Regions from separate parts of the Mus musculus genome. Here regions 1 and 3 are each linked to region 2. The links are chromatin contacts, called in public HiChIP or PLAC-seq and promoter capture Hi-C maps. All regions are on one chromosome and are shown on one strand. The core of a region is the stretch at or near the end of the contact, and the rest is flanking DNA. Distances in the headings are between cores, read along the strand shown.

Region 1 (3,816 bases), core at 449-2,948, 450 kb before region 2:
CCTTCATCTCCTTGGGTGCTTTCTCTAGTTTCTCCACTGGGGGCCCTGTGTTCCATCTTATAGATGACTGTGAGCATCCACTTCTGCATTTGTCAGGCACTGGTATAGACTCATATGAGACAGCTATACCAGAGTCCCTTCATCAAAATCTTGCTGGCATATGCAATAGTGTCTGGGTTTGGTGGCTGATTATGGGATGAATCCCTGGGTGGGGTAGTCTCTGGATGGTCCATCCTTTTGTCTTTGCTCCAAACTCTGTCTCTATAACTCCTTTTATGGGTATTTTGTTCCCTATTCTAAGGAGGAAGGAAGTATCCACCCATTGGTCTTCCCTCTTCTTGATTTTCTTGTTAAACCACTTTTTCTTTTTTATTTCTTTTACTATTTCTGTAAGTCAGACCTACTGGTAGCATTTCATCCTTTTAGTTTGCAAAGATGACTCATATCTTTTCACAGGACATGGAAAACCAGGGTCTTTCTGCTATTTGTATCTCATCAATCAGTGTTCTAATTACTTACTTCTTTTTTATTTGGTTTCTAAGGAAAAGTAAGATTAATTCTTATTTTTGTCCATAGGGAAGAATCTCTCCAATCCTATGAAGCCTATTTTAAGATTTTTTTCCTTTGATTTTGTTTAGTTTAGGAATGATATGCCTGGCTGCAGGGTTTTTCATCCCCCACTCTCTCTTTCTTTTTTCTTTCTGTCTTTGAGCATCTTCATTATTTCTTCAAATAAACCGTTTATAATACAATTGCTTTCTCTTGTAATTCTCTTTGTCGCATATCCGTCCACATAGTGATACCTTTCATAGTTGTGCCATAGCTCTGTAATTTTATTTTGAGACAGATATACATGTACTACATGTGCTTGGACTTACTCGGCAGTTGAGGCATACCCTGCACTGTATATTCTCCTGCTTCTAAGTCCCAGCTGCTAAGATTATAGGTATGTGTGTCAAACTCACAAAAGTTAGGGACCTCCTACCTACAGGGCCAGAAATAGAAAGTTTGTAGACAGTTATTTTTAAAGTGTGATTTAAAAATTATTTAAAGATAATAAAATAATTAATATTATGCCATTTAGTGAAAGGAATACATAGGTTACGATCTAAATAATTGATTTTTTTTTCTTCCCTGACTGTTCTTCTAGTCAAGCCTGGGCAGGCATTTCATGGCTCATCTTCAGTAGACACAGAGTAGAGCCAAGGGGGTTGTTTCATGAATCAAGGTTCCTGTATAGATTTGACTCAGACTGTGAGTACAGACTTTCTCTAGCTAAAGAATACTTCCTACTTGCTGTCCTTGGGAAAATCCCAAGGATTTTTGGATTAATCACTAGCAAGACCATGTAGAATTCCATCCTTAAGACTTTTTGACTACTACCAACTTTTTAGGCAGATTTGCACTTCATTCTCACAAGATGAGCAAAATGAGTAACGGAGCTTCTTACTTATTGATTAATTCCTATGTACCGCAGGGCAAAGCCTGCGTATGTAGTAACTAGTTCTTTCTTACCACAAGCACTATTCCTATCTCTCTGAGATTTTTAAGTCTGTGTTCCAGGAATCTTGCTAATAACCACATTAGAGTTTGCATTACTATTAGTTTGAAATGTATCTGAGAACATCTATAGAGAACTCCAAGGTTACACTAAAACCTATGTTCCCCTCAGCTAACCAGAAGAGAGAACTGAAACTCAAGAGTCAAAGCCTGTCTGAGGACACAGAGTTGTCAAGGATCAGATCTGATCTCAGCATTGTCTGACTGGAAAGACCTGTGCTTATACTCAGCACACACGGTTTTAGACTGCAAAAGGTGTTCTGAGAAAACTCTTATGACAGATTGAGGTAATCCAGTGAAGAACCCTTTTCAGATATTGCCTAAGTCCCCATCCTTGATCTTTCATCTGGAAAGTTACCCCCATTAAAGGCATCTCTGCATATACATGACTAACATCAGTCATTTCAGAGATGAACCAGAGGAAGGAAAAAAAGCTATGAAAAGAAGGGCTATAGTCCCTGGAAATGCACACAATAGTGATTTTTTTTTTCCCAAGGAGAGACTAATTACCTTTCGAAATTCCAAAAATGTCAAACTGATTATGGAGTATGCTCTTTTTTCTTATAACATCACATGCACAAGAGTTATTTTGGGATAATGAGCAATTTTAATCTTGCTTAATAAAAGCTATTCACAGGGCACTTTAGGAGGTATCTGCATATAAGTAGTCTTTCTAAACTTCTTTCTCCTTTCAGTGGCATTTATTCAAGAGTATGCAAATTTTTCTAAAACTGGCAGCTAAATTTAGAAATCAGAAGGGCAAAGCTATAAACCTGAGTAAATTTTCTGTTTTTTGAAAAAGATACCTAGAAAAAATAAAAGAAAGGAAAGAAAATTGAATAGAATATGAATTTCATAAGGCTTACAAACTATAAAATTATTGATAAAAATTTAATTCACATGTTCAAATTTCACTTATGTTTGAGGGTCCTAATTGTATAGGTATGAGAAAATAAATGGAGGGTATTTGTTACCTCAGTTTTAGCATTACTAACATTAGGCCATGTTATATTTGCAAAAAATTTTATTTGATAATTGGAGCTTTGTTGGAAAATTCTAGAAGAGACTGCAAAAACAGTAGTAAGCCAGGATTGTAGGCTCCGTCTTTGCTTCTCAATGTGATCCAGTGCCACCAGCAGAGGCATCACCTGGTAGCTGGTTGAAGATGCAAATTCTTAGGCTCTACCTGAAATACACAGAATCAGACTCTGCATCTTACCAGGATACTACCATACTGCCTTCTCCAATGTTCATGTCCAGGGACTCTAAGCACAAACTGAAAAACAAGAACAGTTCTATTTTGAAGTAGCCTGTAATGTTCAAATCCTCACCTGGCTCCTGGTTAGGTACTCATCTATGTAACTCCTCAACACATAGATATGATTACAGGAGCCATTTTTATTTTGTAAGGTTCTTCAAGGCTCTTTCCCATTTTCACTTCGATTTGATTCAGTGTATCTGGTTTTATGTTGAGGTCCTTGATCCACTTGGACTTGAGCTTTGTGCAAGGTGACAAATATGGCTCTATTTCCATTTTTCTACATACAGACAGTTAGACCAGCACCATTTATTGAAGATGTGTTTGTTTGTACTATATGTTTCATCCTTGCTTCTTTGTTTCTTTTCTTCTCCCCCCTCTCTCTCTTTCTTTCTTTTGCATGTATGTATGTATGTGTATGTGTGTGTGTGCACATGCATGCTTGCATGTATGTCAGCATGTTTGTGGGAGCTTGTCTGGGCACTGGGGATTTAAACTTGGTCCTTATGCTTGTTTGCATGGAGAGTATCTCTTCCATTGAGCCATCTCCTAAGCTTAACTACCCACTTCTTTACTTATTCCCTATCTCCATAGCTTTGAAAAGTGTTGCAGATATGTCAATTTAATAACCGGTTTACAGGGTAAAATCTACATTTTGGAGTGGTGCAGGGTGGGGTGGGATGTGGAATAGTGCAATGGGTAATCTATTTACTATATGAAAACTTGTCTTCTAACTAGACTGTTTCTCTTTAGTTGTAACATAGCTAAATGTTATCCTTGCTGAGTAGAAAACTTAATTTTTATTAATGCTCCATTTTATATCCTACTGTCTTACTTGACAGGCAGGGTTGGGTTACTGAAAAGCATGTAATTCACGTTAAGCTAACACTATTCTCCTTTCCTGGTGGTTTCCTCTTTGATTGTCCTAAGGTAACATCTGTTGGTTCATCAGAAGAAACGAATTGCCTATGCAAAACTGAACATGCTGAAGGTTGCTG
Region 2 (4,284 bases), core at 946-3,445:
TTTCCACAGCAAAGAAAATTCATAGTGTTCTTTATAGGAATTCTAGTATTATAATTATGATTATAGGAAAATATTTTTTTCAGGAAAATCTGTATGTCCATGTGGTGATGGTCTCCCTGCTTTGACTCACACTATTAATTTACACCTTGAAATTGAATGCCTGCTTCATACATCATTTATCACCTCGGACTTGGGAAATGGTCTTCCTTTGCAAGTGAACTTCATAAGTATCCTGCCTAGATGAGTCCCATCCTAACTAGCAAAAACAACAGTAACACACACACACACACACACACACACACACACACACACCTGCATCTTTTCTTTAAAAGCTAGAACTTCAAGTCCAATCATTTGTAAACACTATAAATATGAGTTTAATGAAAAGAAGTGAACTCTCCTTAAAATAGAAGTAAAGTTAGGTTTGGGTTTTCTTTTGCCTGGGTCACACTGGCAGGGAGATAACATAGAGAGAGACGAATGCCCCGATAAGCACAGTGAAGAAGGGCTGTTGTTCTCGGGGCGAAGTACAGCTAAGGCACTGACCAGGTTCTTATGACAAGTTGGATAAAACGTGCAAAACTGGGGACTAATGAAAGCCATATGACCAGATATGTTGTTTCGTGTGCCGGATTTAAGATGCATAAAATAAACTTTTCACTGTGCCCATAAGCAAACTGTAGAGGCTCTGGTCTCCTGATGTGAAGTGGGGAAGGTTTCTTTATGACACCAGGAGCTGTCTGTGAAAGGGTCTCTCTTGAGGGCTTTCAAAGTGTGGATGCTAGCTATATGTGGGGGAAGGGGAGGGGCAAGGGGAAGGAGTATTCTAAGATCCGCATAAGAGAACTGAAGTAGGAAATAAAGTTGCAGGGGAAAATGACAGGAATATGGGTGGCAAAGACAGAAAGATAATCAGTGATAGTCATTTCCATTCCAACCCCAACCCCGGGGTGAACATAAACCTTTGGAAGAGAGGCACTTCCATGCTGTTTGATAAGAATCCCTGAGCATCTAAACTCATTTCTTGCCTCACACATAACTTCAGGGAAAGTCCCACTTGCACCCGAATGTAGATTGTAGACTGGCTTGGCACAGAAAAGTGCCCGAATCAGACCCCAGCTCCGGGGCGCCCTCCTAATTTAAACTCAAGCCTCAGTGTTTCCATCTATAAAGTGGGATGTATAATTTCAGGATCAAAACTCAGTGGTCACAAAAGAATGTTATTTCGGAGCATCCCTGTAGTTTCTTAAGCATGTGTGTCATAAGAATGTTCAAGACCCTGACTGCAGGGGCCGCCTCACACAGGGTCACTCTGAGACCCTGTTGGCCTTTGACACCCTGAAAGTGCCAACCTGCTAAGCCAGTCTAGCAGCTATGACGTAGCTGAATCTCCCCCAACCTCAGAGCTGGAACCACTTTGGGAAAGCCTCCTCTCCTCCATGGAAATCCAGGTGGGGGTGGTGGAGGAAGCAGGTAGGTTAAAATGCTTCTGTGGAATATTCTGGGCTGAGGATCAGCGTTTCCCAGCTGAATTCCAGGGCCCAGGGCGTGCGCTGGTCAGCGCAGCTCTGAGCGGGGTTGGTTTCTCTTTCACTTCCTGCCCCTCCCGCGGAGACTCCCTGCACCCAGGCCCTGTCCCTTTTCAGCTTGCCACCGTACCTTGAGCAGCACCTGCTGGCAGTTTCCAGGGATCACTCCCGAATGCGCAGCTCCAGCCCGGCTCGCGGGACGCCTGGACTCAGGGGCCAAGCTGGTCCAAGCGGCCGCCTCTATTTTTACCCTGAACACCAGCAAGGGCAACTTCGTTTAAAAGCGCAGCTCTTGATTTTTCCCCCCCTTTTGGCAGCTAAAGAATTCAGGGAGGGGAAAGAAAAAAAAAAAATCACTGTTCAGTGAGTGCAGCCGGGAATCTCTGATCCCAGCCCTCGGTGCCAGGGAATGTCAGGGACCAGGACCTGCAGTGGGGCTGCCGGTCTCCTGGCCAACGGAGGCGAGCGGCAGCTCAGGCCCCGCACCCGCAGACTGCCCCTTCCCGAGTGTAGAGTTCGGTCCCACCGACTACCGCACTGGCAGAGTGGCCCGCTGCCACCGCGCTCTGCACCTAGCGGAGGCGTTCTGATTTACTGGCTACTTCACAAAGCTCCAACTCCACGCTGGCCCGGTGCTGCCTGGAGGAGCAGCCACTAGCGAACCCCGGGAGCAGCTTGCTGTGAGGAGGAGCCCGGAGGGAAACTGGTACCTTATTTTACTGTAATTGCAAAAGAAGAGATGTGCCAGAGATTTATATTTAGAAGTTGTATGTTTCTACTTTTATGTAAATGGAGCAATTAGGGCCTGTCTTGTTTCTGCTAACTCGGATGCGTGAGCATTGCTGGGGAGCTGGTGTTTTCAATCACAATTAGTGAGCTGGTCAAGAAACAAAGTTCCTTTGAGGATAGAGCTCCTTTGTGTGGATGAGGGAAACCTGCGTTTCAGTGCTGGCCGGTGGCTTGTGGTGACACACATCTTAGGGGCATAGCTAACTCTGGACTAGTGTGTTTGCCCTGTGCAGCAGCTGGGCCCATATAAAGTTGGCAGAGATCAAGTCGTGAGAATATTCACTTTTCCTCTCAAGCAAACCGTATGTCCTTAAGCTTTCATGCAGGCTATTAATCGCTCTTCCCTCACTATCCCTGAAGCAAGGAGACAGGCTTGGAAAGGAAGCCGTTTTCCACGACTCTGACTCTGTGGTTAGCTGCTGCTCACAGATCCTGTGATTCAGTGAAACATGCAAGCCAGAGAATGTGGACACCTTAAGCAGGTGACTGACAAGTGTCCTCTGATTCAACTGAATGACAGGAGGCTGGTGGTTCAGAGGCACAGACAAGCTGCTGATAACTCAGGGTGTTTGGTTCCTTCCTATGAAAAATCTGTTTCAAAAAAAAAAATTCATGATTTCTGCCTGCCTTGCTGGGAAAGTAAACATGAAACGTGACTATAAAAATGAAAAGAACCTTTGAGGTGTTCTCATCAGCTACGTGTTGTTCTGGGCTTAAGGGGTGGTGGGGGGGGGGGGAAGACCTGGCCTCCTTGGTTAGGGTTACCCTCTCCCCCACAAGAGACAGCACAACATCCAGAAAACATGGGCAGGACTCTGAATGATATTTGCTGCAGTAAACTGTGGAAGTCCCTGTCTAACCATCCCATCAAACGGCTTTGGTAGAGTATGGGGTTGGCAAACCTGTCTGTTTCCTACAGGCCACAGCCTGCAACTAGTTTGGGCCAAATGTTAGATACCAGGATTTGGGCCAGAGATGGAGCGGCACTTTGCAGTCAAAAATCCAACTAGGGGGCTGTGTGCTTCTAAGCTAGAACAAGAATGAATAGTTCAAAACCGAACTGGAAAGGGGGGCATTCACATTGCTCTGAACTGTATCCAAAACAACAAATAAGAGACGGTTAACCCCAAACTCCCTGATTCCTAAGACTCACATTTTTTCTCAGAACCACCTGAGTATCCCTTCAGGCCTCATGCTGTCTATGAGGACCTGCCTTCAGGATATTGAAGACTGTCATCTGAACAGTGGCCCCAGATGCTACAGTTAAAAAATGGGAAAAGAAAAAGAAGGAAAAATTCCGTAAGTAAAGCGTTGTTGTTCACTCCAGAACAGCGGTTCTCAGCTGAACTGGTTTCTCTCTCCGGGACATCTGACAATGCGTTCAGCTGTCATAACCAGGAAGGAGGTGCCACTGGCATCTACTGAACAGAGGCCAATGCTAAGAGCTCTCCTACAATGCACAGCACAGGATGGTGCCCACGCTAGAAAAATTAGCAATGATTATACAGTGAGAAGCCCTGAGTTAGAGTCATGATTTTAAGATTTCACCCAATTCCCTTTCCATCTGTGCTGCAAGAGAACTTGGAAACCCAGACTATAACACTGGAAAAGAATCCAATTATGCAAAGTATTAGTGATTGAAGTGACCCTGCTTCCTCATGCATGCATGGTACCCAATGAGTAGAAACTCATATCAGGCAACAAATAGCAGCCTTGCAATCCCCACCCACATTCTCATATGCCCTCAGCACATTCTCAGCCAGTTTTTGGGTTAAACCAAGGGCAGTTGTGGTGGCAAGAAACAAATCTTGATGGGCTGACTCATACCCAATGTCTTCGAAGATAATGGACTCACTGAGAAAAAGTAAATGAAGAACTGGGTTCTTCACTTTAGCCGTTTAGTAACAGCTCCATCAATGCAACAGTGAATTCCCCAAAGTAAATTTTGCAAATATGAGATAGCCAT
Region 3 (4,205 bases), core at 1,522-4,021, 300 kb before region 2:
TTCACTGTGTTACCCAGACTTAGCTTGTATTCACTTTCCTCTGTCTCAGACTCCAGATTGTTATAATTACAGATATACACCCTCATTCTAGGCAATAAGAAAAAAAAATACTTACTGTTTAAATATGGACTTAGAATCAATGGATCATTTCCTCAAATGTGGACAGGAGCTCCTTTGCTGTGGCAAAGTTTTATTTATTTATCTTCTCTTCAATAAGTTTCTGGATTTTGTTTTTTATCCCATTTGGATTTTCTTTTCTCTTGGCCTTTTTGTTTTTAATGAAAATTGTTTAGTCTTGACAAAAATAAAATAATACAGCTGGATTTTCCTGTAATCTATTTCATGGAGCATGGAGGTTGCTGTAATGACCTCACATCAGCCTCACTCACAGGTACAGGCACAGTCATGGATGGTGGAGGGGTTCGTGGGGCTGGGATCCTTACTAGGGAACCAATGGCTAGTGATGGAAGCTGAGCAATGAGCTAAGTAAGCACTCTACCACTGAGCTACCTCATCTTAGACCTGCTCATTTTTAGAAATTTGAACAATCAACTGTAGATTAATTACACCATCCTAAAGCCATGAAAACTTCAAATAATATAAGGTATTTTACCTCCTTCCAAAAAAAATCTCACTAAAGGAAATATGAAGAAATATGTCATTTGACAGCTATGCAAATCAGAAAGGACTCATGAATCCATTCCTCACACCAAAAAAGAAAACTAGGAAGGTGAGAGGCTTCACCCCTCTGCTCAGACTATACTATCAGAATCCCCCAGTTCTGAACTCAACGTGCAGCCGCTCACTGGTCTATGAAGAGTCACAGTGCAGGTTTTGTTCTTCTGCGGCTCCCTCTGGCTTCTGCCAGTGGTCTTTTTCAGGGATCACTCTGACATTTTCCCCTACTAGAATTTCTTTCATCACTTTTCAAACTGTGGATTGGCTATCAGTAAAATCAGGCCATATCAGGTTGACAAGCAAACAGCTCTCTCATTGGCTCTCTGGGTGCTTGCTGGCCCACCTTATCTTTAAAAGCCTTTTGAACTTCATGTAGACATACAATCCTGAGACAGGAGGGAAAGGTTTTGGATTAAACAATCCAGCACAGTTTGTAAACATTTGCCTTCTGCAGCCCACGGTATTAGCGTGGGGTACAGATTGGTCCTTTCTCCTATAAAAGAGACACTCAATACTCCTGAGATTTCCAGAGCTCTAAAAGTTCAGCAGTTTCTCAGGATTTTTTTTTTTCACTTTTTTTTAAAGGACTTTTGAGTTTTAACCTCTTTTGTCTCTAAACTGTTTTCCTACTGTCAGATGATTTTCAATGTCCTTATCATTGCCCTTATAAGAGACATTTTAAAGCCTTTTCCTGACTAGGAAGAGAAAATGGTACAATGACTGACTAGTACCTGAGTATTAAGTATGTCACCAAAATGTGTAAAATTCTATTTTAGTGGTGCTGTTTGTTTGTTTGTTTGTTCTAGTGTGTGTGTGTTTGTGAGTGTTTATGCATATTTGTGTTTGTGCATGTGTATGCATGTATGTGTGGTGTGTCTATTTCTGTGTGTGTTTACATATGTGTGGTATGTGTGCATGCAAGTATGTGTGTGTGTGTGTGTGTGTGTGTGTGTGTGTGTGTGTGTGTGTGATTTCTGCTAGAAATAGAGCAATCAGCATCCTTTATGTGTGCACAGAGGATCACTATGTTGTAAAGTCCAGGGAGGATATTGGACTTGGCATACTGCTCATACTGCCCATAACAGTACTGTTGAATAAGTATTCCTAGAACTGCATTCTGTGTAGTTGGAAGAACTTGGCTTCTTTGGACTTTGACTCAATCCTAGGAAGTGATCTGGCAGCTCAGGAGAGGTATCTGGCCCACAATGAATCAGACCTTGACCTGGACCTCATTGGAGCCAAGATCCTTTGAGTGCATGAGCTCCACATCCTTGGATAGATGAAAGGGTGGTGAGAGTGGCCTCAGTGGCCTCAGGGTTGTGTTTAAGGTCAAAATGGCACACGGGAGCGAATTGTGTCCTGGGCAGTAGCACTTGGGAGTCACTTCTGACTGCAACTACTTCTATAACTTGTAAGATGTTTCTTGGAATCTGAAACACATTGCTTTCATACATCCAGCTTATCCAAATTAGTAGAAATGAAAAGATGCAGTTAAAATGGATATTTTTCTTGTCTTATTTTATAAAGCATTTGAGGTCTGGAGAGAACCTGATTGGCCTGCTGGCAGGCTAATCTGTGGGCCTAGATGCTCTCAGAATCTCCTGTATGGAGCTTTCTCAGGAACTGTGGCTTTATGCTGAGACTTTCTTGTGAAACAGTGGGATTTGGGCTGTGTTCCAGCATGTGCGAGTATTTATTATTAGATCTCATAATCATAATCACTGTAAACATTAATGCATTTTAACAATCTGGCAGCCGGTACCTTAAATCCCCAGGAATCTTAGTCAAATCCCAAAGAACATTTTTAACAGTTGTTTGGGGGCATTAGGAACAACATTTACAAGCAAGGAAAGACCAGTTTTCCAATTTTCAAACAGTTCTGATTGATGTCTCCAGACTAAACTACCATTTTGGATCCCTAGCCTTTGGACCATTGCATTATATGGCAACTCAAAGAAGGTTTAATAGGAATACATATAATCCAAATACCTCCTGGAAGTAGTTTTTGATGAATGGCCATAACCTAGATAAGAGGCAAGAGATTGCACTAATCATGCCCTGTTTGGGTTTGGTCCAGGGTTGTCAAACTCAAAGGCCATTTGAGTTTCAGGGATTCACAACGCTCGGCTTTCATCACTCCTTTGCTCTTAGAGAGCCTTGTACTTAGCTCAATAAAGTTCTTATTGACAGAGAGAAAGAAGAAGAGAGATTTTGAGAGATTTACAGGGAGAGATTTCAAAAGGGGGGTAGATTTAGAAAGAAGGAAGAAGAAAAGAAGAAAGCAGAGGAGGAAGGGAGGGGAAGAGAGGAAGGAAAGGGAAAGTTTTCTTGAACTTTATTTAACACATTAGGATGCATAAGGATAAATGATTTAGAAACCCATGGATTAAACTTTCTTTGCCAGATGTGTAGATTCAAAAACTAGTGAGGGGGCAGTGGTGGCGCACACCTTTAATCCCAGCACTTGGGAGGCAGAGGCAGGCAGACTGCTGAGTTCTAGGCCAGCCTGGTCTACAGAGTGAGTTACAGGACAACTAGGGCTACACAGAGAAACCCTGATGCGAAAAAACAAACAAACAAAAAACAAACAAACAAACAAATCAAACCTAGTGAGGACCTATGCTTAATTTGCCTTGAAGAATCTATGCTAAATTTGTCTCATCAGTTTCACTCATACCTTTAAGCATTTTGTATAGGAGGACTGAACTTCGAGGGCAGGCAGGCATATGCAAGAACCTCTTTTCTGCTCCCACTACCACCAGAGATGCTGCATGTAGCCATTCACCTTCACCTGCACAAGCCTTCTTTCAGTTGTGAGCTATAGGGTTCTCAAAGGCAAGGTTTCTCAGAACTCTTGTCCCTCTACTGTGTAATAAGTACCACTGGATACCAGCATGTAGTACATTTCAAATAGATCTACTAACTATTATATATTAGAAGAACTAAAGTTCTGTTTGTAGAGGACTGCGTCAATGTCAATGGGATTATGAAGCTCACTTCCTCCTGTTCCATCTCCACTCTTTCTGGTCTTGTGCTTAAACTGCAGTCAGAATACACTCAAACTGTAGGTGGCCAGAACTGCTGACTCATCAGAGGCCATACCACAGGCTTTCCAAACTGTCAGCTAACCACACTCAAATTGTATTCCGACAGTGAGCTTCACTGTGTTATTGGTTGTCAACACTCTGAAACTGTTTTTTTTTTTTTTTTTTTTTTGTTCCCCAAAGTTTAGGTTTGGTAAAACTTGGAACATGGTTTTCCAAGAACACTACCCCCCACAGTCTAAATGATGTATATTTTAGTGGAAATTTTATCCATGTGCCCTTCAGCTCATTCACACATATTTTCTTTTAGTAGGGGCTGTTGTGAGATTTTTTTTTTAATGCAACCTTTTTCACTTAAATATCAAGTTGCATTTTTCCCTGTGGGTGTCCAGGGCAGGCAAGCTTTGTCCTGATATTGGGGAACCCTGTGTTACAGGCACCTATCTCCCAGATGAGGCATTGATACTTACCTGCCTATGCTGT

The links. Promoter capture Hi-C pulls out the DNA fragments that hold promoters and counts their contacts. HiChIP or PLAC-seq counts read pairs in DNA pulled down with a chosen protein or histone mark.
Region 1: an H3K27ac HiChIP or PLAC-seq map of bone marrow-derived dendritic cells shows a contact between it and region 2, with 4 times the contacts expected there. The contact joins the enhancer-like site here to the promoter of Inhba in region 2. A contact is called at or near these places in 14 of 39 promoter capture datasets (the 3T3-L1 cell line, the HPC-7 cell line, HPC-7-derived erythroid cells and 9 more), 2 of 15 datasets of contacts at CTCF or cohesin (large pre-B cells and pro-B cells), 30 of 484 Hi-C or Micro-C datasets (the 63-12 cell line, B cells, ECoMG-derived neutrophils and 21 more), 9 of 115 datasets of contacts at active chromatin or transcription factors (the NIH/3T3 cell line, bone marrow-derived dendritic cells, bone marrow-derived macrophages and 6 more) and 1 of 9 other capture datasets (macrophages).
Region 3: a contact with region 2 is called in a promoter capture Hi-C map of liver. The contact joins the enhancer-like site here to the promoter of Inhba in region 2. A contact is called at or near these places in 10 of 39 promoter capture datasets (the 3T3-L1 cell line, 3T3-L1-derived adipocytes, cranial neural crest and 5 more), 3 of 15 datasets of contacts at CTCF or cohesin (the NIH/3T3 cell line, large pre-B cells and pro-B cells), 3 of 484 Hi-C or Micro-C datasets (large pre-B cells, liver and macrophages), 7 of 115 datasets of contacts at active chromatin or transcription factors (the NIH/3T3 cell line, astrocytes, bone marrow-derived macrophages and 4 more) and 2 of 9 other capture datasets (embryonic stem cells and pancreatic islet).

The regions. Positions count from the first base shown.
Region 1 is chr13:16,463,408-16,467,223 of GRCm38.p6, reverse strand. No RefSeq gene overlaps it. Among named protein-coding and RNA genes, the nearest start is that of Gm31711, 200 kb to the right of the region's middle. Within about 2 kb of position 1,698, at least 7 of the 459 cell types and tissues checked have an H3K27ac peak or open chromatin away from gene starts, as enhancers often do. A contact at or near this core is called in bone marrow-derived dendritic cells, where this site is marked.
Region 2 is chr13:16,009,762-16,014,045 of GRCm38.p6, reverse strand. It overlaps Inhba (inhibin beta-A), which reads right to left and starts at 2,195. Exons shown (of 5, transcript NM_008380.2): 1 at 1,956-2,195; 2 at 1,660-1,846. It also overlaps the pseudogene B230303A05Rik.
Region 3 is chr13:16,314,432-16,318,636 of GRCm38.p6, reverse strand. No RefSeq gene overlaps it. Among named protein-coding and RNA genes, the nearest start is that of Gm31711, 55 kb to the right of the region's middle. Within about 2 kb of position 2,771, at least 21 of the 459 cell types and tissues checked have an H3K27ac peak or open chromatin away from gene starts, as enhancers often do. A contact at or near this core is called in liver, where this site is marked.